4 separate regions of the Mus musculus genome follow, and all the other regions are linked to region 4. The links are chromatin contacts, called in public HiCAR-type and promoter capture Hi-C maps. All regions are on one chromosome and are shown on one strand. The core of a region is the stretch at or near the end of the contact, and the rest is flanking DNA. Distances in the headings are between cores, read along the strand shown. Region 1 holds the start of Scarf2 (scavenger receptor class F, member 2). Region 2 holds the start of Trmt2a (TRM2 tRNA methyltransferase 2A). Region 3 holds the start of P2rx6 (purinergic receptor P2X, ligand-gated ion channel, 6). Region 4 holds the start of Abcc5 (ATP-binding cassette, sub-family C (CFTR/MRP), member 5).

Evidence for each region. Promoter capture Hi-C pulls out the DNA fragments that hold promoters and counts their contacts. HiCAR-type assays count read pairs that join an accessible place to other places.
Region 1: a contact with region 4 is called in a promoter capture Hi-C map of pre-B cells. The contact joins the promoter of Scarf2 here to the promoter of Abcc5 in region 4. A contact is called at or near these places in 2 of 39 promoter capture datasets (cranial neural crest and pre-B cells).
Region 2: a contact with region 4 is called in a promoter capture Hi-C map of pre-B cells, with 5 times the contacts expected there. The contact joins the promoter of Trmt2a here to the promoter of Abcc5 in region 4. A contact is called at or near these places in 7 of 39 promoter capture datasets (the 3T3-L1 cell line, cranial neural crest, frontonasal cranial neural crest and 4 more), 1 of 115 datasets of contacts at active chromatin or transcription factors (astrocytes) and 2 of 9 other capture datasets (adipose tissue and liver).
Region 3: a contact with region 4 is called in a HiCAR-type map of astrocytes, with 2.8 times the contacts expected there. The contact joins the promoter of P2rx6 here to the promoter of Abcc5 in region 4. A contact is called at or near these places in 1 of 39 promoter capture datasets (cranial neural crest) and 1 of 115 datasets of contacts at active chromatin or transcription factors (astrocytes).

The regions. Positions count from the first base shown.
Region 1 is chr16:17,795,881-17,801,877 of GRCm38.p6, forward strand. Scarf2 (scavenger receptor class F, member 2) reads left to right here and starts at 1,402. Exons shown (of 11, transcript NM_153790.3): 1 at 1,402-1,647. The coding sequence starts at 1,499.
Region 2 is chr16:18,246,237-18,252,923 of GRCm38.p6, forward strand. Trmt2a (TRM2 tRNA methyltransferase 2A) reads left to right here and starts at 2,647. Exons shown (of 12, transcript NM_001080999.2): 1 at 2,647-3,015; 2 at 3,250-3,797; 3 at 4,218-4,326; 4 at 4,584-4,765; 5 at 4,920-5,034; 6 at 5,123-5,238; 7 at 5,313-5,424; 8 at 5,890-6,012; 9 at 6,166-6,241; 10 at 6,483-6,599. The coding sequence starts at 2,995. Ranbp1 (RAN binding protein 1) reads right to left here and starts at 2,458. Exons shown (of 6, transcript NM_011239.2): 1 at 2,312-2,458; 2 at 1,053-1,189. The coding sequence starts at 2,326.
Region 3 is chr16:17,557,535-17,564,264 of GRCm38.p6, forward strand. P2rx6 (purinergic receptor P2X, ligand-gated ion channel, 6) reads left to right here and starts at 4,351. Exons shown (of 12, transcript NM_011028.2): 1 at 4,351-4,649; 2 at 5,187-5,337. The coding sequence starts at 4,480. It overlaps Lrrc74b (leucine rich repeat containing 74B), which reads right to left and starts at 3,713. Exons shown (of 9, transcript NM_029053.3): 1 at 3,545-3,713; 2 at 2,203-2,345; 3 at 1,712-1,844; 4 at 635-841. The coding sequence starts at 3,677.
Region 4 is chr16:20,423,431-20,430,082 of GRCm38.p6, forward strand. It overlaps Abcc5 (ATP-binding cassette, sub-family C (CFTR/MRP), member 5), which reads right to left and starts at 2,964. Exons shown (of 30, transcript NM_013790.2): 1 at 2,818-2,964.

The DNA.
Region 1 (5,997 bases), core at 152-2,651, 2.6 Mb before region 4:
ATGGCCTTGGGCCTGTCCACTGCTCTGGTTCCGGCTCAGTCCTTCAGGCTCCCTGTCTACACCACCTGTCCCTCATACGCAAGGTGCCCTCTGCCGGCTGCCCAGGAAGATATTGTCTAACCTTTCCCTCAAGTCAGAAGCACACACACCTTGGTGGGACCAGGCTGCCAACAAAGGTGTGTGAACTCCTGCAGTCTGGAGCAGTCTGCCTCAGGGTCTCTCCTGCTTTGTCTTTTCTGGACCCATGCAGCTCCAACCATCTCCTGTCTGACCTAGGCTGTGGTAACCATAAGTACTGTGTTCTGCTCTGCCTGGGTGAAGCCAGTGATTCAAGGCAGGGATGAGAGAAGAGCTTTACTGGTGAGAACAGTAAAGGGTTAACAGAGGGCCCCTGCCCAAGCTGCCTCCTGGCCCAGGGGTCTTATCCTTAAGCTTGTGTAGAGACTTGGAGGAAGGATATCTTTAGCCAAGTCCAAGTCGTCCCTAGGATGGACACTGATTCTGCAGCTCCTTTGACAGGCTTGCTGATGTCATACTAAGGTCAGGCTAGAGGTTCCTGGTAAAGGAAGCTTTCTGACTCCGAAGACTTCTGGTTCTGCTTACATGACAAGGCTCACTTTGACAGCTGTTTAGGGAATGAGGTGCTCAGGAGATCAGGAGACAAAAGTGGGTATGGTAGAGACAGAGCAATCTACTTAGTGGCCCTGGTTGTCCTTATGTAGTAGGGGGGTCTCCATTCTAAGCCTTGATTTCACTCTCTGAACTTCTCCTTCTTAGGAGCCAATAGCCTTCTCAAGCTGAATACATGCCCTGGGCACCCAGTTCCTTCCTACCCCTTGAGAGGACTTCTGAGTTTCAGTTTTCATCTCCAGTGTCCCCTTCCCTGTCTTTACCTCCTCATTATATCAAAGACCATCACTGCTTCCTTCTGTTCCAGGCTTTTTCCTCAGAGAGCTCCTTTCCCTAGGTCTCCAGTTCATTCCCACAGGTCTTTGTCTACATCTTGCATGCTGCAGGAGATCAAGAGATGCTAATGGCACACCATAGAACAACTAGGGGTTCTTAGCTCCAGCCGAAGGCCAGTGTGTGAACCGGGGCCTTCTCCAGGACCCCTTTGCTCCCGGGCCTGGCGGCTCCAGGGCTTCTGACAAGGGGGAGAAAAGGCGCGGACCAGGACTCCTTCACAGGATCCCGCAGCTCCTTCTTCCCGCAGTGCTTCGCCGGCTTCCACCAAGTTCACCCCCGAGTTCGTGCATGGCCAGGTGGGGGCGGGGGCCGAGCAAAGAAGGGGCGGAGGCGCGACCGGAGGGTGGGGTCTGGCGCGCGGGGCGGGCGCTGCCGCCTGGCCGGCCGCGCTGGCCCAGGATCAGGGAGCCGATGTGGAATTTCCTGCCCGGCCCGGCGCCCCTCCTGCCGCCCCCCGCCCGGCCTCGCACTCCGCTTCCGGCCGCCCTTGCCGCGGCCGCACCCGCGCCCACCCGCGCCTGCCCCGCGCCTCATGGAGGGCGCAGGGTCCCGGGGGGCCGGGCCGGCGCGGCGCCAGGGAGCCCGAGGGCTGGGACTGCTGCTGCTGCTCTGGCTGCTGCCCGGTCTCGCGGCGCCCCAGGACTTGAACCCGCGAGGCCGCAACGTGTGCCGCACGCCCGGGTAGGAACTGGGCCTGTCCGAGGCGTGGGCGCGAAGCGGGCTGGGGGTAGCGGCGCCCCATTTCAGTCCGGGCCATCTAGGACCTCCCTAAACTGGTCACGCGAGCCCCTCGGGCCTGCCTCGCGTCTTGGGCTCGGTTCCAGGCCAAGCCTGGGCCCTTAGGCTGCATCCGAGGGCCGGCTGGACCAGAAATCACCTGAGGGGTAATGGAGTACTGTGGGGAGCCCCCAGGGGTACTATGTGGTGTCCAAAATGTCAGGGGAGAAGAGAAAGGAGCTACTCCCTAAGCCAAGCAAGGACACTCGGAGGGGACAGCATGTGCATAGGCTTTAGGAGCCAGTGGCTTGAGCCTGGAGTAGGGGTTTAGAAGGGCGAAGGAGCAACCTTGGGCGAGCTGGGCACTGGGACAGTCGAGACTTGGAAGGACAGATTTGTCTTGGTAGAGCGGGCGCGGGGTGGGAGGAAGATGGTGGTGAAAGTGAGCACGGACAAGGCTACACTCACGGTGGACCAGAAACCGGAGTGCTTGAGGACAATGATGGACGCGCGATGGGGAGGACGTGGGAACCCCTGTTGGCTCCTTGTGGGCGGCCACTGGGTGTACGGAGGTGGGTCTCTGAGAGGATCTTGCTAGGAAAGCCGGTGTGGGACAGGCCCAGCCAGAAAGCAGTGGAGCCCGGAGCTTGCGCGGAGGGTGAAGAGCGACGACGGCTGAGTAGGCGCAGAAGCCGAGGGACCTGTCTGCTCGTCGGAGCCACGACGCAGTCAAGGCATCTCTGCAGAGGCGAGGAACCCACGGTGGGGCGCCTCTGCCAGTGCTGGGGAGGCTGTTTTGGGACTCCAGGCTAGGGTCCCGGGGGGCACCCTGGGTCAAACGGCTCCCCGGGGTGCGAAACGTCAGCTAGGGTTTTGGAGGGTCAAAGTAGACGAGGGCTGCTAGCTGACCGCGCGGTTTCCGAAATCGGGTCGAGAGGACACAGACCACTCCCGGCCGCGAGCCCCGCCTCGGAGGCGGGGGGGGGGGGGGGCGCCTGACTAGCCATCTGCTTCGCATCGCCGCCGCCGCCTCGTCCCGGGCCTCCCCGGCCCCAGGAATGCAGCGGCTGAGGCAGGCGGGGCGGTGCCTAGGGAGGGCGGTCAGCCCGCACCAGGCCTTCTCCTCCTCCGACCGGCTGGCTGGGGGACGGGACTCCAGTGGTGGGTCAAGCTGTTCCGAGCTGGAGTTGGGGAACCCTTGGTCTCCAATATTTCCGCTGGCCGACCTCTCAGGAGGATGTCTGCCTCTGTAACCTACAGCTGCTTTGCCATTATACTCTGGCGGCAGACTGCCCCAGCTGTCTGGATCTGAGCAAATACTTAGATTTTCGGGGTCTGTCTCTATCTCTGTAAAATAGGGTTGCAATAGGCCTCAGCTCTTGGTGCTGGAGATGAGGGTGGATGCCCTGAGTGTGGGTGGAGAGTTTGTGGGAAGAAAGATCTCTGGACTGTGCTCACCCGAAGTCTGGGCCATCCTTTTGGTTACAATGCATGAGGTCCAGCAGAGAGAGGTGCCAGCTCAACCCGTATTCGAGGCCATGCACCTACAGCCTCCAGGCCTGTTAGTGCAAGGTCTCTGCTGCAGAGACCAGTGCCCTGTCTCACAAGTGGTTATGGAGTTGGGAGTGCCTTTTCCTTTAGGGGACACATGCCATGGTGAACACAGACCTACAGGAGAAAAGGAGATAGATCTGCAGGTATTGGGGCACAGTTCATCCTACACCCCTTCCCCCTTCTAGAGGATATCTTGGAAGCCCTGCAGGTGTGGGGTTGAGGGCATACTGAAGAGATGCCAGGGCCACAAGAGATGTGCCTACTGCTCTGAAAATGAGGCTGTTTTTCATAGAGGGGACACCTGCAGAAGATGGACTAGCTAGGAGGTAGAAGGTGGCCCCTGGAGGCTGGAGCCCAAATTTAATAGAATCTGGAAGAGAAAGCAGTTCTCTTTCTTAGTAAATGTAGTGTGAGCATGGTCTCAGCTTCCCAGCATGGAAGGACAGAGGCAGCCTGAAGAGGAGTAAAAAGGTTGGTTTTTTGACACTCCTGAGCATTCAGAGTTGTGATGTCATCCAGGGGGCAGCTGCTGTAGCAAGTCTAGTAGTGAGGGAACAAGTCACATGGCATTGCTTACCTGGTGGGGCATGGTGAAGAAACTGGCATGGTTAGGGCAGAGAACCATGTCTGGGGGCAAGAGGAGGGATGGATGGGGACCCACAAGGCACAGAAGCCTCCTTGGTTGGATCTGAGAGTGACTGGGGATAGTGACCAGGGACTAGTCACTGATCTAGTGAGTGGGCTCTAAGATTGGGAAAAACATGAACTGCTTGCCACACAGCAGTGATTGTGGCTCCCAGAGTATCAACCTATAGCAGCACACACTGATGGTTGGAGTCTGATTACCCAAGGTAGCACTCACTCAGAGAGCAAGGACCTGCCTTTGTAACTTTTTGAGTTTTTGTTTTGTTTTTGTGTTTGTTTTGTAATATCGTAAACGAGTTCACCAGGCCTTCTTGGCTTGCCATGATTGGGTGATCAGTCCTTGAAAGTCTGCAAGACTTGTTCTCAGTGAACCCAAATGGGCTTGCATCTGCTTGTAGTGTCAGCTGCTCTCAAAGGCGTCCTGTAGCTTGCTCCCGCGGCTGTAAATCGCCCTGAACAGGCAAGGATCTTAACTTCTCTGAGCAGCAGGTTCCTTAGCTAAAGAGTAGGACCTGAGGCTGCTGAGCTGACTCAGTGGATCAAGGAACTTGCCACAGCAGAACCTGAAGATCTGTGTTCAATTGCCAGAGCCCTCATGGCAGAAGGGGAGGGCTGAACTTCACATACATAGAGTGGCTTGCTCTCTCTCTCTCTCTCTCTCTCTCTCTCTCTCTCTCTCTCTCTCTCTCTCTCTCTCTCCCTCTCCCTCCCCCTCCCCCTCTCCCTCTCCCCCTCCCCCCCCCTCTCACACACACACACACACACACACACACACACACACACACACACGGGGAGAAAATAAATACGTGTTTGCTTGTTTAAAGAATGGGCGAAGAGCTAAGGTGCACAGGATTTCTGCACAGTCGGCTCCCCAACCTCTGCTGACCGACCTATCAAACACCTTTGAGTGTGGCCCTAGGATCAGACACCCAACCTCAGAACCCTTGTCCTAGGTCAGCCAGGGAGCCCAGGAACCGGTGTCCTGGAGCTCTCAGCAGGCCACCAGGCAAGAAAAGCAGCTATGAAAGAGTCCAGACCACGTGGAAGTGAGAGGAGGTGGGCGGGATGCACTTAGGTCTCTCTCAGAAGGCATCCCTGGGGCAAGGTGGGTGGGTCAGTGGCGGCGGCAAAAACAGGCGTTTCTTTCTTTCTGTGGTTTCTGGTTTTTTTGGGGGGGGGGGTTGCTGTTGTTTGTTTGTTTGTTTGTTTTGAGACAGGGTTTCTCTGCATAGCCCTGGCTGTCCTGGAACTCACTTTGTAGACTAGGCTGCCTCTGGTCGAACTCAGAAATCCACCTGCCTCTGCCTCCCTCCCGAGTGCTGGGATTAAAGGTGTGGTTTCTAGTTTTAATTGTGGAAAATATGCAAAGCCTGTTCCCTTCGTTTATAAAGTTTTATGGGCTCTGTACTCCAGGTCCCAACTTTGATCTGAGGGAGAACCAAACTCTTTGGCTGGGGAGGGAGCTTTTTGAGGCAGCTGGCTCCTATCCACACGGTATGACCATCACCCCAAACTGGTCTGGGCAGTGTAGGAACTCTCTTTTCAGCATGCCTCCCACCCCTCTCTGGGTTCTAAGTTCAGAAGCCTCAGAAAAAGCACACTCATTTTCTCTAAAATGTAAATAGATGCTACATCCCTGTAGCACTGAGGCAAAAATTTGGGCCTTATGAAAGCTTCCGTGTGTGACTCTCCCCTTTCAGCTTCATCTGCCTTAACCATGGACACTGCACACACACCCCACCCCGCTACCCACTCTCCCTCAATCCCCAGGCTTCACACCCAAGGACTTCCCAAGCTGTATCTGCCCTCTGAGATGCTGCAGTGAAAATTTCCCCTGAAGTCTAGTCCAGGTTTCCTCCCCAGCAGAGTCCTCTGAAAAACTGACATTTCGTGTATATTGTAAGGTCAAAGAAACATAAGTAAAACATTAAATACCAGTAGGTACTCCACCCTCCCTGCCCCTGGAAAGCACTGGGCCTCAGTTTACTTTCTTTATGTCCCGGGAAGGCTCCCATATGTGGTTCCCCTAGCCTACAACAAGGGTCCCAGGTGCCTGCCTCCAGAGGAACTATGCAGGGTCTACACTTGGCACCATCCCATCCCTCTCAGATGCTC
Region 2 (6,687 bases), core at 1,397-3,896, 2.2 Mb before region 4:
CATCTTAGGCATAACTGAAAATTTGACATTAGCAAATTCTCTTGATTTTACATGAGAATGAGGTCCATACCACTGCTAGCACTACACTCTCAGATCTCATACTTTCTAACCTGAAAAACCATGAGCTGGAAGCTGAAGAATTGGCTCTGCAGTTAAGAGCACTGGCTGTTCTTCCAGAGGTCCAAATGGATACTCACAACTTGTTACTTTAGTCCCAAGGGATTCACTACCTTCTTCTGGCTTCCTTTAGTACATTGTGTAGATAGACATCAATGTAGGTAAAATGCCCATACACACATAACAATTAACAAGGGCTAAACAAACCTCAATCTTTGAGGATACAGTTAAGGCAACAGACAGCAAAGCAAAAACAAAGAAAAGCAAAGACTCTGCTCAACAAAGAAAGGGAGCCCCCACCCAGCAAAAAAAGTCTCACCATGTAGTCCTGGAACTTGGTTATATAGACCAGATTGATCTACAATCCACAGAAATCTACCTGCTTCTGCCTCCCAAGTGCTGAGACTAAAAGTGTGAGCCCCCACAGCCTGCTGGAGACACCCAGATGACACAGAACAGTGATGGGAACAACCTTCACATGACTGGCCACAAGGCAGCAGGATAACCTGGCAACATTTTTGGCTGAGAAATGGTTGAATTTTCATTGTAAGACTAGTCACCATACATCTCCAAGCACTTTCTTAAAACAGCCTTTATCAAGCTGGGTCCAAGCCATGAAATTCACAGAAATCAGTGTGCCCAGCCACCCTAGAATTCTTCTGTGCAGTTCCAGATAGAAATCACAAAGAGGCTATGCCAGAACATATCACTAAGGCTTATACCTGAAAGAGAAACAATACAAGGGACAGAATTCCTAGCTTGGCTGGCTCCTCTAGAAATTGAAGAGGTAAACATAAGTGGTCCAACTATGGTTGCTGGGTACTGCAAAATGTGAAAGAAATAGCCTGCAGAGACCTGCTTCCTGTCCACTCTTTTTTCTCTCTGTCTCAGTCAGCCTATCTAAAGATACTTCCAGGACCCCTTAACAGACTTACATCTTAAAAAGTTCCTCTTCATCTTCCTCCAGCGTTTTAATTTCTTGCTCGGGAAGAGAAACTATTGGCTCGAACTGGGGGTCGTGGTTGGACTCATCTGCATTCTCTGTGGAAGTATCATGGTCCTCGTGACTGTCCTGTGTAGAGAAGGTAGAGTGATGTTGCTGGCTGGTGGACTCGGTCCACAATGGGCATCATCAATCACAAATGGCATCTGGAAAATGCCTCCCCAAATTGGAAATTAAGCCTTTGGTTTTATCTTTCACATCATCTGATTGTATTTACAACCAGCATCACAAAAAAAAAAAAAAAAATCACAGGATATCATGAAACAAGACTGTGTATTTTGACACTCCTACACACTCAAACATCAATGGGTTACACACACCCAAGTCCTTGGCAAAGTAGCTTGGGAGAAACTTCCTCTTCTGTTAAAAAAAAAAATACCCACCATGAAAAAGAACATGATATACTCAAAAGGAAGAGCAGCCGTAACAGTTTTTACTGAGGGTTATCCAAGCACTTGTTAGTTTACAATCCCTCCAGCAATAATACCCAAGCTTGAAATTTTAAGCCGAAAGAAGCTAGGAAAAGTATGACAAATAAGCTCTAAGATTCTGACTCAACTTGGAGAATTACAAGGACATGCATGTTTAAATCTGACAAGATCACGTGCTTTGATAATATAGAGAAATCCCAGACTCACTACCTAACTCAACAGGATAAAGAAACAGAAACCTTTCGTTCGGTTTCTCAGCACTGCGGCTAAGCTGCGGCCGACACACGAGCCACCAACAAAGCCGCCCCCGCCCAGAGTCCGCGCGTCTAATATCTGTACCCTGCGCTGGGACGCGAGCTTTCCCCACCGAAGGCGCAATGTCCTAATGAATGAAGGGGTCTGCGTGCAACTGGAAGGAGGATTGCCGCCCCTAATGGGAAGATCACAAGTGGGCCACGACGGAGGAGATCGGCCACCTCCAGGTCCCCAGGTGAAGCCGGGAGCCCAGTTTGGGCATGGCTGTTCATCCGCAGACCACAAGGTCACGCGCCGCCCTGTAGACCCCGAGATCGGAGTCTTGGCCAGCAGCTCCCACTCGCGGACCCCCAAAGACCTCGAGCACCCCAGGCCCAGGCGCCTCGACAGGCCCCGAACCCGCAAGCCAGCGAGGGTTGGAGGCCGAGGCGCGGGCCGCCCACGTGGCCGCCCATAGCGGCCCTTGCCTCTCCGGCTGCCCTGCCCCACCCGGGCCTCGCTGTACCTTGGCGGCCGCCATGGGGGCGCGGCGACGGTGGCTCGACTAGCTCAGGCGTCGCTGGCTCGGCGGCCTCTGGGCGGCTAGTCGCAGCTCCTTTCCTCCGCGTCTGGCGCCGGCGCTCCCGCCCGTCCGCTCTTCCCTCCGCCCCCCGACCCGAACCCTGACCCCTGACCCCAGCGGCGGGAAACGCGCAGTGATTCAAAACCAGTGTAGCTTTATTGGCTCCGACAGCGGACATTCATTGTCCGGCCCGCCCCGCGCTTCCCGCCAAAACGCCCGCGGCGCATGCCCGGCCGCGCCTCAGCCCGGGGAGCGCGCTCTCCCGGCGACCCACGCGCGCACTTCCGCCTGCAGGCTGAGTGCCTCCGACGCTGGCGTGAGCGGCTGCTGGAAGGATCAGTCGGGACTCGGCGCGCGGCGGTGACGTCATCGGAACCAAGCCCTTAGAGAGAGGAGACGCAGCTAGTGTGCGCTGGCCAGCCGAAGGCAGGCGCAGCGTGTGGCCCTTGGGGACAGTGCATCCGCAAACCTCAGTCCCAGCTCTGAGCACCCGAGTTTTGAGTCCCTGTGTGGAGCTGCGGTCTACCTTCACGGCGGCGTACCTCGTATCTGCGCCCTTGTTGGGTGGGAGGCCGAGCCGGTGGTCCTCGTGAGCACCCTGGTCCGGGCAACAGACGAGCCAGGAGATGAGTGAGCCGGCCGCGGAAGTAAAGCAAAGGGAGACGTGCAGGAGATGTGGACGGGGTGGGCGGAGGTGGGTTGGGGCAGCAGTCATTACTGTCGGATCAAAGATAGGATGGGGGAGAATTGGGTCTCGAGAGTAAAAGAACGGGTTTCTCCAGGGCTTCGTGGAGTGTGCACTAATGGAGATCTGTCAGCGGTTTGGGGGAGCGAGTCATACCAATTAGAGCCTTCAGCCAGGCCCGTCTGTTCCCACGTAGGTTCCGGAGCCCATGGAGGACTGCGGCCAGGATGCCAGTGCTGTACCCAGCTCTGCGGCCCCACTATGTCAAAAAGAGGAAGCAGGGCCTGGGCCAGCTGCAGGGCCTGGAACGCAGCCTGGGCTCTACAGCTACATAAGGGATGACTTGTTCACATCAGAAATCTTTAAACTGGAGCTCCAAAATGTACCTCGCCACGCCAGCTTCAGTGACGTCCGGCGTTTTCTAGGCCGTTTTGGTCTACAGTCCCACAAAATCAAACTCTTTGGACAGCCACCATGTGCCTTTGTAACATTCCGAAGCGCTGCTGAACGAGACAAGGCCTTGCGAGTGCTGCACGGTGCTCTCTGGAAAGGCTGTCCGCTCAGCGTACGCCTGGCCCGACCCAAGGCTGACCCCATGGCTAGGAAGAGGCGGCAAGAAGGTGATAGTGAGCCATCAGTAACACAAATTGCCGATGTGGTGACCCCTCTGTGGACAGTGCCCTACACTGAGCAGCTGGAGCAGAAGCGACTGGAATGTGAGCGGGTGCTACAGAAACTGGCCAAGTGAGTGTGGTGCTGACATCCCAAGCAGAGCTGGGTTTTGCTCTTGGCCTGGTCCATTAGCCATGTAAGCAATTCAAGATACACACAGAGTTTATGTCAATGGTTCTGTACCATTGGTGGGAACCAGTGGGTCACCAGACTTTCAGAGGGGTTGCCTAAGACCATCAGAAAACACATTTACATCATGATTCACAACATTAGCAGATTACAACTACAAAATTAAAAAATGTTATGGTCGGGGATCACAACATGATTACAGGATCACAGGCACCATTAGGAAGGTTGAGAACCACCAGTCTGAAGTGGTCAACGAAAGAACTCATAAGGCCCACAACAGAGGGATAGTGAGGTCGCAAATGAATTGCCCAGTATGGATGGGGAACAGTGTTAAATCCAACCATGATGTATTTCATCCTGCAGAGAAATTGGGAACACTAATCGTGCCCTGCTACCCTGGCTGCTTTTACAGAGACAACAGCACAATAAAGCTTGTTGCCCCCTGGAGGGGGTCAAGCCATCACCCCAGCAGGTCAGAGAAATCCCATTCTGTGTGTATGGGGATGGGGGGGCTTGGGAGGCTGGCCCTTGTTCATGTCAATTTTATTATGCATATGCTCTTTGATATTTTTCTTGCTTTTCATTTCTTCCCAATGTTTGATAAGCCAGCAGTAAAATCTTGTTCTGTTACCCCTTGGGCAAATCTGGGTCTTTTGTTCACTATGGTATTTCTTCTTCCAGTGCTGGGTAATCAAGGTTGAGATCTGACTCTTTACTACACTCCTACAGACTGAATATCGTAATAAATGTGAATTCCTGGTCGGAGTTGGGGTAGACGGCAAGGACAACACAGTTGGCTGCCGGCTTGGCAAGTACAAGGGTGGAACATGTGCTGTGGCAGCTCCCTTTGACACTGTGCACATTCCAGAGGCCACTAAGCAGGTGGTGAAGGCCTTCCAGGAATTCATCCGGTGGGGACCTTGCCTGGGGCTGGGCTTCTGGGAAGTCCCTGATCCATCTGGGACAAGGGGGGTGGCCCCTGCACTGGCAGTTGTGGATGTGGGGTAAGGGGACAAGGTACCAGGACAGATGGGCACACACTGAGTATATTTGTGGTTTCTTCAGTTCCACACCATACTCGGCATATGACCCTGAGACATATACAGGCCACTGGAAGCAACTGACTGTTCGTACCAGCAGCCGAGGCCAGGCCATGGCCATTGCCTACTTCCATCCCCAGGTCTCAGGTGGTGGTCCTGTTGGGGGATGTGTCTGGTATAGGTTGGCTTTTGCATAGCCTGATGGGAGTTTTATATCATCTACTACAGAAACTGAGCTCTGAGGAGGTGGCAGGACTAAAGGCCTCCCTGGTGTGCCACTTCATGGAGGGGCCAGGCAAGGCCAGTGGGGTGACCTCCCTCTACTTTGTGGAGGAGGGACAGAGGTGAGGAGCCCAGGTGGAGGCAGGAGGGGCCAGACAGACCAGTGACCCTGACAGATTTGTTTTCTCTTGTATAGAAAGACTCCCAGCCAGGAAGGCCTGCCCCTGGAGCATATGGCTGGCGACCAGTGCATTCAGGAAGACCTGCTAGGGCTGACCTTCCGCATCTCCCCTCATGCATTCTTCCAGGTAGCATACCCCTTGTGAGCATAAACACAGAGGGAGGGAAGCCAGTAACTAGCATCAAAGATTTATAGAACACACTCAGGTACTGGGGGCCCCAGAATAAGGTATATGATAACAAGGGATATTTGCTAGTGATTGGCCTCTTTGCAGTTAGCCAGTGAAATGCACAGCCTTATTGCACTCTGTGGAACCCAGAACAGGATCAATCACTTTCACTGTTGAAAAAACCCTATGGAGATAGAGGGTGGAGAGAGTCCAAGGTCTCTAGCATGAGGCATGCAATCACTCTGAGTTGCCCTGGGAGAAGTTGTGAAGTCAGGGAGCAAAACTCCCCATTGATGGGAGTCTGTTGTAAGGACTTGGTTTTTAAGAGACTGGGTGAGATCACTGGTATATAGAAAGAATGGGAGCAGAGCAATGTGGGACTCTAGCCTACACTGCAGTATTCCATGGGTAACTAATCTCCAGGTAAACACACCTGCAGCTGAGGTGCTCTACACAGTAATCCAGGAATGGGCACAGCTAGATGGGGGCAGTACAGTGCTGGACGTGTGCTGTGGCACTGGCACCATAGGCCTGGCCCTGGCTCCGGTAAGCTTCCCAGCCCTAGGTAAGACCGCCCTACTTTGTTATCATGAACCTGAAGGCTGAAACTACTACCCTGTCACTAACATAACCAGTTATGCTGTGTCTTTCTTTCCCAAGCAACCAGAGTAATGGGGCTTATCTATCTTTCCATTTCAGAAGGTGAAGAGAGTAGTGGGAATTGAACTGTGCCAGGAGGCTGTGGAGGATGCCCGGATGAACGCCCTCACCAATGGTGAGAACCTTTGTATCACACACATCTGGAACAGTAGTAACCTGTTGTGTGCTTTAATTACTGCGCCTACAATGTCTTGAGATATTAAGGATCTTCTGAGGAATGGGGTGCTGAGAGATCTGTAGACTTCTAACAGGCAAAAATAACAGATCAAAAGTTATTTTGGCCTGGGTGCTATGTAAGCCTGCCAGGCCATCCCAATGGCAGGCCCATAGTCATAGAGAACTGTGATTATCCCTAGAGCTGAGCAATGTTGAGTTCCACTGTGGCAGGGCTGAGGATCTGGTGCCAGGTTTGGTGAGCAGACTGTCTTCCCATCAACTTGTAGCTGTTCTAGACCCACCACGGGCTGGCCTACGTGAGTGGCTTCCATTTGGGGGGAGGCAATACCAGAAGTAAAAGAACCTATGTTGGATAGTCACCCACTACCTGCTCTGACTTGCTAG
Region 3 (6,730 bases), core at 3,101-5,600, 2.9 Mb before region 4:
ACTTAGCTTCTCCCCAGCCCAAGATCTCACACACACTGGACAAGTACCTTACCACTGAGATATACTACAAGCCCTTTTGCAAAAGCACTTGGGATGAAACCTCCATACCTTCTTCCATGATCTATGGGCATATAGTCTCTGCTTCCCTTGCAAAGCATTGCCTGGTCATTCTCCCCTAGACCACCAGTCCAATCACACTGGTGTCTACCAGTGGAGGAAACAGGCCTGCATGATGAGAGTTCATCAGCTTCATGATCTTGCCATGGCTGACTCCTTTTTACCCAAGGCACAGATTTCTGCTTAAACTTCTGCCCCTTTATAGCAGGTGGATCCATTATTTTCTAGACTTATACGTTGCTTCTTTATGAAGGTCAGAATGGTCTTGAGAGTGTATGTTCCTTGAGGTCAGGAACTTTGTTTTGTTCATAGATAGATTCCTCACAGCAGAGGGCAGTGAGCTATGCCTGGAACTCATTGAATTCCGTGGCTGGAGTGGAAGGACAGCCAGAGGAGATATCATGAGCAGAAACCAGCACATTGATATTTTCAGGCAGAAGCTGGGTGCCGTCCTGCCCATTCCCCTTCCCTGCCACCAGGGGGCGATAAGTACCCATGACTGCCCAGACTTTGTTACCTGCCAGGTCATTGAGCTGATTATAGCTGAGGTCTAGAGATTTCAGGCCCCTGTGATGCAGCAGAAGAGCAGCGAGGTGCTGGGCTGCTTGTTCCTCCAGCCTGTTCCCTTGCAGCTGCATCTTCTCAACAGTTGGGTTTAAGGCAAGGGCAGTGCAGATCGCCTGGAGCCCTGCAGCTCCAATCTGATTCTCTGACAGGTCCACATCTGAGGGCAGCAATACTGCCTGGTCAGAGGGACCTGCAGCCAGGTGCCACACTCTGCCAGGTCAGAGGGACCCACAGCCAGGCACCACACACTCTCCCTGGTTGGAGGGACCCGCAGCCAGGCGCCACACATTCTGCCTGGTCAGTGGGACCCCCAGCCAGTCGCCACCCTCTTTCACTTCTCTGTATCTCACAAACCTCCGAGCCTGAGGGAAAGGAGGGGCTTTGCAATCTGATTTATCTGGGGGCAGCATGGTGACAGCCTTGCCACTGTTGGCTGAGTCACCTTGGGTCTATGGTCTCCCCACTCCATGACTGTCTGTGAAGAATGCTGTGGTAGCATGTCAGCTACTCTGTGATGGTTGATGTAACAGCATAACCCCACTGTCCTATTGCTAGGGACTGGCGATGTAAGCTTAGATGTCCACTTCTGTCGTTTCCTTTGAAGTTTGCCACAGCCCAGAGAGCAAAGTAGTGCTGTGGTGGTCACTTTACAAGCTGAAAACAGGCTCAGTGATTGCCTGCCTGGGTCAGCTTGTGCTTCATCGGCAGAGCTGGAAGCAGCCTCACCCAGCCCCCACCTTGCCCTTCCGGTTCTCCCTCCCTCGGTGCCTGCTTCTCTGTGCTCTCCTGCCCTGCACTCAGGCACTGGGAGTCTACTGCAAGGGGGGAGGCTGCTCACCAGGGAGAGGCCAGTGAGAGCAATGGAGAGGGTCAGACAAAGAGCAGCTCAGCATGGGTTAACCCGGCACTTCCCTCCTCATCTCCTAGCAACATCTCAAGATCGAAGGCCTGGGGAGGGAGCCACTTCCCTGGGAAAGAGGGGCCCCAAGCTTGCCTACTTCTCAGACGGAAGTCCTGCACTACCTACCAGAGATAATGCTGTTCTTACGCAGGACATCAGCCAGAGCCTCTGCTCCAGCACCACAGAGCCCATTGTCCCGAAGATCCAGACGCTTGATGTAGGGATTAGAGGTCAATACGGAAGCCAATGCCCGGACCCCCTGGAACAGAGCAGAGAGGTACAAGGGGCGAGGAACATAGTGGCCTGGGGGGCCTGGTCCTTCCCTGAACTGAGATACAGATGGTCATAATTTCAGTTTAAATCCCCAGAGCTCCCACCTCCTCCAGAGAACATCAGCTTCTACCTTTAGGTGCCGCCCAATCTCACTTCCTGGAGTCCTTCCTACAATTCCACCCTCATCTCTGTCACACAGTCTCCACCCTGTCTCGCAGGCATGGGAGATGGGACTTGTGTGGCACAGACAGCTTTGAGTGTCTGAGATAGAATCAAGGACAAGATGGCCACTACCTCCTACATCCTCCCAGCCAAGTGTGGTTCCAGTGTCCCCCAACAGATACCTGGGGCCCCAGGCCACGGTGCCGAAGGTTCAATTCAGAGGCACCCTCTTGGCGCAGAAGACAAGAAACTGGCACAACACTATTGGCCCGGCAAGACTTCAGATAGAGGGTAGCCATGACCCGTTCTCCAAGCCCATGGGTGCCTAGCAGTAGATGGGAGATGAAGAAGGAACGAATCACTGGCATAGCCTGGACCCTTTCCTGCCCCTGCCATTTCTTCTTGTTCTGGTGGCTACTGTGCCCATATTCTAGATGAGGACCTCCACACTAAAAATTAATTAAGTCTTTTCTCAAAGCCACCAAACTAGTGAACCAAAGGGAGCATTTGCCTAATGCTGACATGTTTGCTGTCCTTGCCCCACTGCGTCCAGGTATCACAGATCACCTTCCCAAACATACACACACACACACACACACAGAGACACACACAGAGAGACACACACAGAGACACACACACACACACATACACAGAGACACACATACACAGACACACAGACACACACACAGAGACACACACACACAGAGACACACATACACACAGACACACAGATACACACAGACACACACACAGAGACACACACAGAGACACACACACAGAGACACACATACAGACACACACACAAAGACACACACACAGACACACACACACAGAGACAGACACACACACAGACAGACACACATACACAGACACACAGACACACAGACACAGACACACACACACAGACACAGACAGGCAGACAGACATACACAGACACACACACACAGAGACACAGACACACATACAGAAAGACACACACACAGACACACAGACACACACACACAGAGACACAGACACACACAGAGAGACACACATACACAGACACACTGACACACACCACCTCCACCACCACCACCAAAGCTGGCCTCCAGCTTGCTGGTTAAGTTCAGCCTTGAGCTCAATGCTTCAACCATGCTAGGCAAGCACTACACTGAGCTACATTCTCAGTCCACGGGTCATAAGGTCTATATAAACACCCTGGGAGCAGAGGGCTGGAAACAATCTTAAATCCAATATATCCATTAGCTAGGTTTTTCCTATAGGTTGGAACGCCCAGCCCCGAACTCTTTGGGACACAACTGCTTGTCAGGGTATTTCATTTGCAGGTTTTCCAGAAGACAGTTCTAAATGTTAGGCCTCCTCATTCCTCCAGGAGGGCAAGGACTTGAGGGGTATCAGCTGCTGATACTGGGAAATGTGCCCCCACAGAGGGTGCCGGTCGGTTCTAGCTGCCCTCCCACCACTTTTGCGGGAATATCCTCAAGTGAGGATTCCAACTAGGACCCCACGCGGAGGATGAGGCACCTTCTGCTTCCAGAGCAGAGTGTGAATCTGCAGTCCAGGACCTTTCGGCCTCCAGGGTCTCTGCCTGAGGCCCAGTGGCCGCAGCTTCTCCCTCTTGATCTTCATTCTTCTGAACTTCGCAGGGACCCTTCATGTTTACTCTCACTACCCAGTCCGGGACGCAGACTCTAACCACACAGCTCACCGCCTGGAACTCTTCCCAGGGATGTGGGCGGTCCCTCTGGCCTCCTTGACCAATCGAATCTGATCTACGGACAACAGGTGGTCTCTGGGGCCAGTAACGGTGCCCGCCCTCCCACCCCGCCGTCGTCCTGGGAACCGGGTCTTGTTTGCAAAAGAAAACACAACCTTGGCACGCTCTTTCCCAGGGCTGACTACCGCTGCCATGCACGGGGGTAGTCACTCCTTCATGTTCTTTTCACAAACATTTCCAGTCTGACCCCAGAACTAGTGTTTTAGTTACGGCGCTTGGAGTAGACAGCGGCTCTACAGAAGATCTGTAGCCTAGCAATAGTTTTTCTCTGGGGCCACAGCTATGCGGTCACTGCCTAAGGGTCTCAGCTTTCTCTCAAGATCTAGAGGTTGCTATGCTGCTGCGCCAGCAGGGGTATCTCAAACCCAATTTATACTCTTTGGAATGTGCAAGTTTGAGTTCAGAGCCCCTTCTCTGGGCTTCTGTTACCCCGTGTTGACTGCCCACCATATAAGAAAACAAAGTGAGTGGGTAGGGACAGGTCTATTCCTCTCTCTATGCATAGGGTCCAACCCAGGGACTCTGGACAAAAGGGGGCGGGGCTACACCAGCTGGGGTTTGGGAATGAGGCAGGAGCCAGCTCCTACTGAATTTGAGATGTCCCTTTAACAACACTGGCCTGAATCCCATGCATGGCTTCTTGGCCTCCAGTTCAGCTGCGGCTAAAGTTGCCTGCTGACTCATGCAGTTGCAGCCAGCAGGAACTGGGAACATGGCTTCTGCAGCCGCAGCAGCACTCGTGAGCTGGGGGTTTCTGGATTACAAGACGGAGAAATATGTGCTAACCAGGAACTGTCGGGTGGGCGTCTCCCAGAGGCTGCTGCAGCTGGCAGTGGTAGTCTACGTGATAGGGTAAGAACCGCTCCTGGCCAGACTGCAGAGTCTGCTGTGGGGGGTCTTGCTTGCCGAGGGATAAAAGTTGGCTTTTTAGAACCCCAGCTGGTGGGAAAGTGGGAATGGGGGTGAGAGGTAGTCAGAAGGGATTTTAGTCCATTCAGAGAACAGTGGAAGATCCATTCGCCCACGTAAGGGGCTTTGTCTCCAGCGTCTTCTCGGTCTCTGTTAGCGTCTGCAGTTCTCCTGCCCTAAGGTACCCTGATGCAGCAGGAGGCAGTAATTCTCTGAGCAACACAGCACTAAGCCTCTCAGAGAGACCACCAGCTGGATGTCCGAAAAGTCTTTGAGAAGGGAGCTGGGTTTGCTGAGTGTGTGAAGGCACTGGCTGTGAAAAGTGACCATCGTCATCTGAGAGCTCCACCTACTCAGGGGTATAGAGCAAGAGGCGCAGCTAGACAGAAGGTGGAGGCCTCCATGCTGGTCTGGGAGCCTAGTGTGTGAGCACTGCTACTCCTTATCTAGACATTACACTATCCATCATCCTTTCCCTAGGTGGGCCCTCTTGGCCAAAAAAGGCTACCAGGAACGGGACTTGGCCCCTCAGACTTCTGTCATCACCAAACTCAAGGGGGTTTCTGTAACCCAGGTTAAGGAGCTGGAGAACCGGCTGTGGGACGTGGCTGACTTTGTGAAGCCATCACAGGTAGGTCCCCAGCGCTGCTGCAGGAAGTCAGAATTCTTCAGCCACCACCACCAACCACACCTGCCGTGCATGAGAGACATAGGATGCAGGAGGAAGGGTTCTGAGTCAGTGTGAGAAAACAGCTTTCAGGGATGTGGAGCTTCCCAAGCCAAGAAGCCAGGGCCTGCGGAACTTCCTTTAAAGGAAGGTTATCGATGCAACTCAGTGGCAGAGAGCTTGCCTGGCATTCATAGCTTCCGAGCTTCAATGCTAGAACCACCAAACAAACAAGCAAAAACAAAAATACCATCCACCCCACCCATCCAGCACCCATGTGGTGGAGAGATACATGTGAGAAGGAATGAAATATCTTCGGTTCATGATTTATGCTTGGAAGTGAAATGTAGGGGATGGGAACCCAGGGCTTGAGCTTGCTGAAGTCCCCTTGCTATCATTTAGGGATCTTGGATCAAGTTCATTTTTTTTTCTTCCCAATGATGAAAGAATTAAAAGGCAGAGGCTGGAGAGATGGCTCAGTTGTTGAGAACACTGGCTGTTCTTGCAGAAAATACAGCTTCTGTTCCTAGAACCCACATAGTAGCTCATAGCTTTCTGTCATTTCAGTTCCAGGGGATTCTATGCTGTCTTCTGGCCTCTGAGGGCCTCAGGCAGGCACACACACACACACACACACACACACACACACACACACTAATTAAATAAAACAACTCGGCTGGATGCTCAGCATATGCCTGTAATCCCAGCACTCTAGAGGCAGATGCAAGTAGAGCTCTGAGTTTCAAGACCAGGCTGGGTCTACACAGCAAGTTCCAGGATAGCCAAGGCTACACAGAGAAAGCCTGTCTTGAAATAAAACAAAGCCAAAAAAAAAAAATACCCTGCTCAAAAATAGAGTGAAAAGGCAAGAAATAAGTCACAGTCACAGCAAATACATGTCTCATTAAAAGTGAGAGTGCACACATCCCACACACAAAAGAGACAGGCTTCCCACCAGAGGGAAGGGAATTTAGAAACCAAAATCCATTCTCCCATGGAGGGCTGCTGGTTTTAAATATCTGTGGTGGGATAGGATGGGTGCCTCTGTCCTGAATTTTGGATTATCAACTTGAAAGAAGAAGCTGATAAGTCCAGAGGTTCATGCAAGCTGAGACATGCCCAGGACCAGCCTTGAATATAGCTGGACTAGTCTAGACCATTCATCCAGAAGGGGGTCCTTCTGGCAGGGAAAAAAAAAAAAGTTCACCAAGCCTTTGTCTTGGAAGGAGGTGGTGAGGAAGAGTCTGGGAGTTGACGGATCTGTGATGTATACACCACCCCTTCCCCATCCTTGCCTGTCACAGTACAGTCTGACTCCTTTCATGTCACTCACATGCCCCTCTTTGTCTCTTTTAGG
Region 4 (6,652 bases), core at 1,714-4,213:
CACAGGATCTCAAGTAAGTAGCCCAGGTTGGCTTCCTACTCTTGGTCTTCGAAGGATGGCCTTGAACTTCTGACCCTCCTGACTCTACATCACAACAGCTGGGATTTCAAAACTGCACTACTACGCCCAGTTTATCTGGTGCGGGGGATGGAACCCAAGGCTTTGCAAACTTCAGGCAAGCACTCTGACAGCAGAGGTACATCCCAAGCTCCTATTACTCATTTTTAAATCATCAGAAGAAAAATACTTATTAATCCTTGAAGTAAAAAAAAAATAATAATAATAAATTAAGCCGGGTAGTGGTAGCGCATGCCTTTAATCCCAGCACTCAGGAGGCAGAGGCAGGTGGATTTCTGAGTTCAAGGCCAGCCTGGTCTACAAAGTGAGTTCCAGGACAGCCAGGGCTATACAGAGAAACCCTGTCTCGAAAACCAAAAAAGGGCTGGAGAGATGGCTCAGTGGTTAAGAGCACCAACTGCTCTTCCGAAGATCCTGAGTTCAAATCCCAGCAACCACATGGTGGCTCACAACCATCCGTAATGAGCTCTGACGCCCTCCTCTGGTGTGTCTTAAGACAGCTACAGTGTACTTAGATATAATAAATAAATCTTAAAAAAAAAATTAAGACCCTCAAATCTCCAATGAGGGCTGGACTGGCCATTTTGCTTATCAGAATTCTGGTTCAAGCACTGGAAGTTGATACAGATAAGTTGTTTATTTAAGACAGAAAGAAAGAAAGAAAGTAAGAAAGAAAGAAAGAAAGAAAGAAAGAAAGAAAGAAAGGAAGAAAGAAAGAGCACCTAGCCCAATGACTGTGTACACTATAAACAAAACCAAAACCAGCTTACTAAGCAAAAACAACGCTTGTGGCTCTGGCTCTTCCGAAAGCCAAGCTATAAACAGATCTGGCATCTGCCATTGTCATCTGGAAGAGGAAGATTACTCGCTACTTTAAAAATAGGCAAGAGGGGGCTGGGGAAGCTTAAAAGGGAGGAGCCCAAGGGACCCCATTCACAACACCAAACACATCAAGAACAACAGGGAAAGTTATCGAAGAACTGTACGAGGCAATGTTTTTTCTCAGTTGTGTGTGTTCAATCATATATTATGAAGCGGAACCGGTAAAGTGTACACACAGACTGTGGTAGCAAAGACAGTTTTGACAGAAACAACTGTTTTCCTAATGGTGAGATAAGATAGGACTTCAGTGGCCTATTCTAACTTCCCTAACCTTCCAGACAAAGCGAGTTTCTATAAGAATGGGGTATGGGGAATCGTTGTCCCCATGATCTTCACCAATGTCATAGCTTCACTTTCAATAAATAAATAAATAAAGGTGCAGCACCTTAAAGTATGCAAACACCTGAGTAGCCATAAAGTTACTGTTTCTTCACACTGAACACAAGGAGACCACCATCTTCTGTGTGTCTGGGATATGACAAGAAGAACACACAGAAGCCGGTAGAGTAGGGCTAAGGTGAATATGGATATGAAGCAATCAACTAAGAAAGGATTACTACACCAGGACCCTCTCCAGCCCAAAGAGCAATTCATACTTCCCATTTTCTAGACAACTCCCTTGCAGCTAATGTAAAGTCTTTTTATAAAACTAATGCTAACTTAGGCTCAGTGATAAAAGCATGTAGGCCAGAGGTTCTTTCCAGTCCCCAGCCCTGCCAAATCCAAAGGAAAGGGTGTGTGTATCAGGACTAGGAAAACCTGGCATATTTTGGTTTAAGCCAGCACTATAAAGGGAGAAAGAAGAATAAACAAAGTGGGGACTCTCACATTAGTACCCCGACTCAAAACTGACAGGGTTGGGGGCCACCTGGTTTTGCTCTAAAATTCTCTTTCCAGTGAAGAGGGGTGGATGTGACGATTCTGCAGGGGGGAGGGGCATTGTGTAGGCCTGGAGAACTGTAACTAACCAGGTTGGTGTTTCCAAGTTCTGTTATCGCAACATCTCTCAGGTTTTAGGCGCCTCAGGAAGCTCCTTCAGGCCCTGCAGCTACTGGAAGCTACTGGAAGCTACAAGGAAGCTGAACCACTTATCACGCCCCCCCCACCTCTCCCCCAGGGCCCACCTGTGCCTCCAAGCTCCCTCACCTGTCACTTACTCCAGAGACCCCAGTAAAACCCATCCATTTCTCCCTTCGGAACTCAAGACTTCCCCGGTCATTCCTGTGCCCACCTGCATCGAGACTCCCACATCTGTACGAAAACACCAAATCCAGGTGTTATAAACACAAAGCCACTAGCTCCTTTGCGTGTCAGCACCGAAAAGGACACTGGTGACAGAAGATCTAGGCTCCCATCTCTACCTCGGCTTCGCTGTGTGTGCTGATGCCACGTACCTCCACATACCAGTAGCAAAACAAACAAACAAAAAACAAAACAAAACATAGATAATGACTTACGTAGTAAGTGGCTGACAGCCTCCAGTCCCGGAGGGAGGTTGGGGCTTCTCTCTGGACAGCTCCGCCACCCGGCCCTAGGGCGTTCCCATGCCAGCCCCGGGCCTGCGAGCACAGGCTCCACGACCCACCCACAGCGAACGCAGCTCCCCCTGGTGGCCGCGCGGAGAGTGGAGCCGGCCGTGACCACCCATCAAACCTCCCCTCCTGCCTTCTAACATCTAGACCTCCGCACAGCCCGCGAGGTCGCCAACAAGCCGGGGACCGCGCGAGATCGGAACGAGACAGGCCCCGTTTCTCCCGTCCGAGGCTTCCCACCGCCCACCCCGCCTTGGAGAGCCCAAAGAAGTGAGCCCGTGACAGCCTCCGACACTGCATGAAAAAGGCGTGAACCGTCACCTACCTGCACCCCAGCCTCCCCACACGAGAGCAAACAGCCCGGGCACGCTCGCGAACATCGGACCCTGAGCAAAACAAGCCTTTATAGCGGCATAGTCCCCCACAACGCGCAAGCGCGATGCACAAAGCTTGCGCAAGACCGAAGGGAATCGTAGTCCCTCATCCGGCAGCCCCCAGCGCCGCACACCGCAAAAGACTACGTTTCCCAGAAGCACCGCTGGTGCCCGGGATGGGGTGCAGGCTGCTCACAGTACCCGCGCGCATCTCGTGCTGCCCCATCCTTCCCCGGTTTCTGATGCCCAGTCTGGAACCTTCTCTGCCTTAGTCACGGGGGCTGGGCAGGCGGGTCGGGGTAGCCGGTGGCGCTGTATTCTCTGACAGCCAGAGGTTCAAAGTCAGGAACTTCCAAATCTATGCGGCGGTTCCACGTGCCAGAAAACATCGTGAAGGTCATCATAGCCTGCTTCTGTCCAGCCCCAACTCTTAGCTGTGGTGTCACTTAATGGGTGCATGAGTCCTCCACGTTCTGCATGAATGGTACCTTTGGATCTTTTCTCTTACCCATCTATCTCAGCTTCTTGACTTCTAAGTAGTGAAATGCCAGAATCGCAATTTCCAAAGTGACAAGGGATGTCAAAATGATATACTAACTAATCAATCTATTTTTATAAATAAATGTAAAGCTCCCGAGGCATTAGTCGTTTTATTTTTTCTATTTTATCTATTTTAGTATCATAATATAAAGACTACTCTATTGCATGCCTCCCAACCTTTAAACTACCCGGGGCTTGTTTATGGTTACCCATTTAAGGGATTTAAAAAGAAAGTAAACTGGATTGTCCATCATACAACTACCTAGTTAGCTACTGTGAACACTAATGTCATAAAGCTGGACTTATTGACAGGATGTATATTTGACACACAGAAAGCTCAGGAAGATAGGCAGTGTTCAGAGCTGGGCTTTCAGGAAGTTGGATCATGAAGACTCTGAGTTAATGAACGGTTTAATATTGACTGATTGTTCCATGTCACTATTAGAAGCTAGTAGAATATGAGGACTTGGAGGCTTGTTAAAGGAAGTTGGTCCCTGGAAGTATACCTTTGAGAGATGTGTGTTACCCCTTCCTGTCATGATGTTCAGCCTTGTGCCGAGCACACACTAACAAAACCAGTTCACCATGGATAAAAACCTGAGCCAAAATAAGTATTTTCTCCTTTAAGTTCATGTTTTCTCCGGTATTTGTCATATTGTCATAATAACAAAAAGCTGATTATGTTTCACTATTTTAAAATTAAGATATATATTGTTGGGGTCAAGGAGTCGCCAGACAAACCACCAAACACTGATCTCAGGCAGACAGGGATAGTTTATGGAGCGTATGTCCTGGGACTGACTGATCAGGGTCAAAGACCAGACTCAGGAGCTGACTGCAACCTCGAGCCAGAATCTACAGAGCTTTTTAAGTCTGAAATCCACAAACATCTGTGTCAAGTTCTTCCACCAATCAGGATTTAGGGATAAGGACTTCCTCTGGAGCAGGTCTTTGTTGTACACGTATCCTGTTCCCATTGGTTGGGGGATCAACTTGCATTGCCTAACATCCATGCCTTAACTTGCCAACCAGGATATCAGTTACCCATGTCCATATCTTTTTCTGCCATGTAGGATGTCAAACCCCAAAGAGTTCTTAGGAATTTAAAACTATTAAACCCCTACTCAAAATGGAAGTCTTATTCCAAATAACTTCTTACATTGGTGCAGGAGAAGCTTATAAAAGCAAAAACCATAAAGGCTCATTCACCAGTGCGGGACGTGCTTGCTGTAGCTAACTATACAAAGCAGTTCTTACTGACCTTTGTTGTGATTGGTTTCCAAGAGCATCAAAGCACATAACATAATAGAGTATGAGCCGGGCGTGGTGGCGCACGCTTTAATCCCAGCACTTGGGAGGCAGAGACAGGCAGATTTCTGAGTTCTAGGCCAGCCTGGTCTACAGAGTGAGCTCCAGGACAGCCAGGGCTATACAGAGAAACCCTGTCTCGAAAGAAAAAAAAAAAAAAACATAACAGAGTATGCAATCAACTCGTGCATGAGAAAGTTTCCTTGTAACAGTAATAACAACATAAAGTGGCTGGACCGGCAGCAGCTACTCGGGCCTTGACATATGTGAGATGTCATTAATTGAAAAGATGAGCCACAAGTTATAACTGGTTTTTCTTTCTTTAATTGAGGTAGAATCTCTGGGATTTCAGAAGCTGAACTTGCCAAGTAGGCAAAGGTGACCAGCACCTTTGGTCCTCCTGTCTACCTCCATAGTGCTGGAATTACGGGTGATAAACAGTGCTGGTGACTAAGCCCAGCATGAGAGGCAAGCTCTCTGGCAACTGAATTACATCTCTGTAAGTGTTGGTCTGTTTGTTTGCTTGTTTGTTCGTATTTATTTATTCAGTTTTCATCCCCATCACTGTCTCCTTCCCAGTCACCTCCTCCCACAAACCTTCCCCATCCCTCCTCCCCTTCTGCTCTGAGCAGGTGGGGGTCCCCTATGGTGTCTCCCAATCCTGGTACATCAAGTCTCTGAAAGAATAGGTGTTTACTCTCCCACTGAGGCCAAACAAGGCAGCCCAGCTACAAGAACATATCCCACATATAGGCAACAGCTTTTGGGATAGCCCCCGCTCAGTTCTTCAGGGCCCACACAAAGACCAAGCTGCACATCTGCTACATATGTGCAGAGAGGCCTAGGTCCAGCCTATACATGTTCTTTGGGTGGTGGTTCGGTCTCTGAGAACCCCAAGGGTCCGGGTTAGTTAATTCTGGTGGTTTTTCCTATGGAGTTCCTATCCCATTAGGGGCTGCAGTCCTTTCTCCTATTCTACCCTAAGAGTCCCTAAGCTCCATCCACTGTTTGGCTGTGGGTGTCTATATCTGTCTGAGTCAGCTGCTGGGTGGAGACTCTCATAGGACAGCCATACTGGACTCCTGTCTGCAAGCATAACAGAGTATCATTAATAATGTCAGGGATTGGTGCTTGTCCATGGGATGGGTCTCAAGTTGGGCTGGTCAATGGTGGGCTGTTCCCTCAGTCTCTTCTCCATCTCTAATCCCTGTTTTTCTTGTAGGGTAAGTGTTGCTGGAAATATTAAAAATGAACAAGCTCACTCCGCTCTTGTGCCAGCATCTCTCTGCCCCGGCTGCCTGGCCATCCATGCACTGGCAGGCAATGACTGGCCTGATTTTATCTTGTGGAGACTCTCTGACTCAGAACTCCAAAATCTCTCCACCCAGCTCACTAAGTTCCCAGTGGTGGGTCGTTACCATGCCAGCCTCATGCCACAACCTCTGTGGTACACCTCAGGCAAACCCACACTTTGCCACAGTCCCTTTCTCTCTTGAACCCAGACAAGCCACTGCGTGAAGTAAAACACAACACAAACTTAGTTCAGAAACAATGGTAGGGGGTTGGTGAGATGGCTCAGCGGGTAAGAGCACTGACTGCTCTTCCAAAGGTTCTGAGTTCAAATCCTAGCAACCACATGGTGGCTCTTAACCACCCATAATGAGATCAGACTCTCTCTTTTGGTGTGTCTGAAGACAGCTACAGTGTACTTATGTATAATAACAAATCAATCTTTAAAAAAGAAAAAAGAAACAATGGTGACTCAATTGCTGGGCACAACTAAATTCCTAACTTGCAAGCCTTATTAAATCTAAATCCTGATGGATCCACCACTAAACCAGGAGACACTCATAATTACATCTTGTCCTAATGCTATCCCTGTCCAAAAGGACCTAACTCTCTCCTGCTTCCTCTCTTCCTCTGTCCAACCCGGAAGTC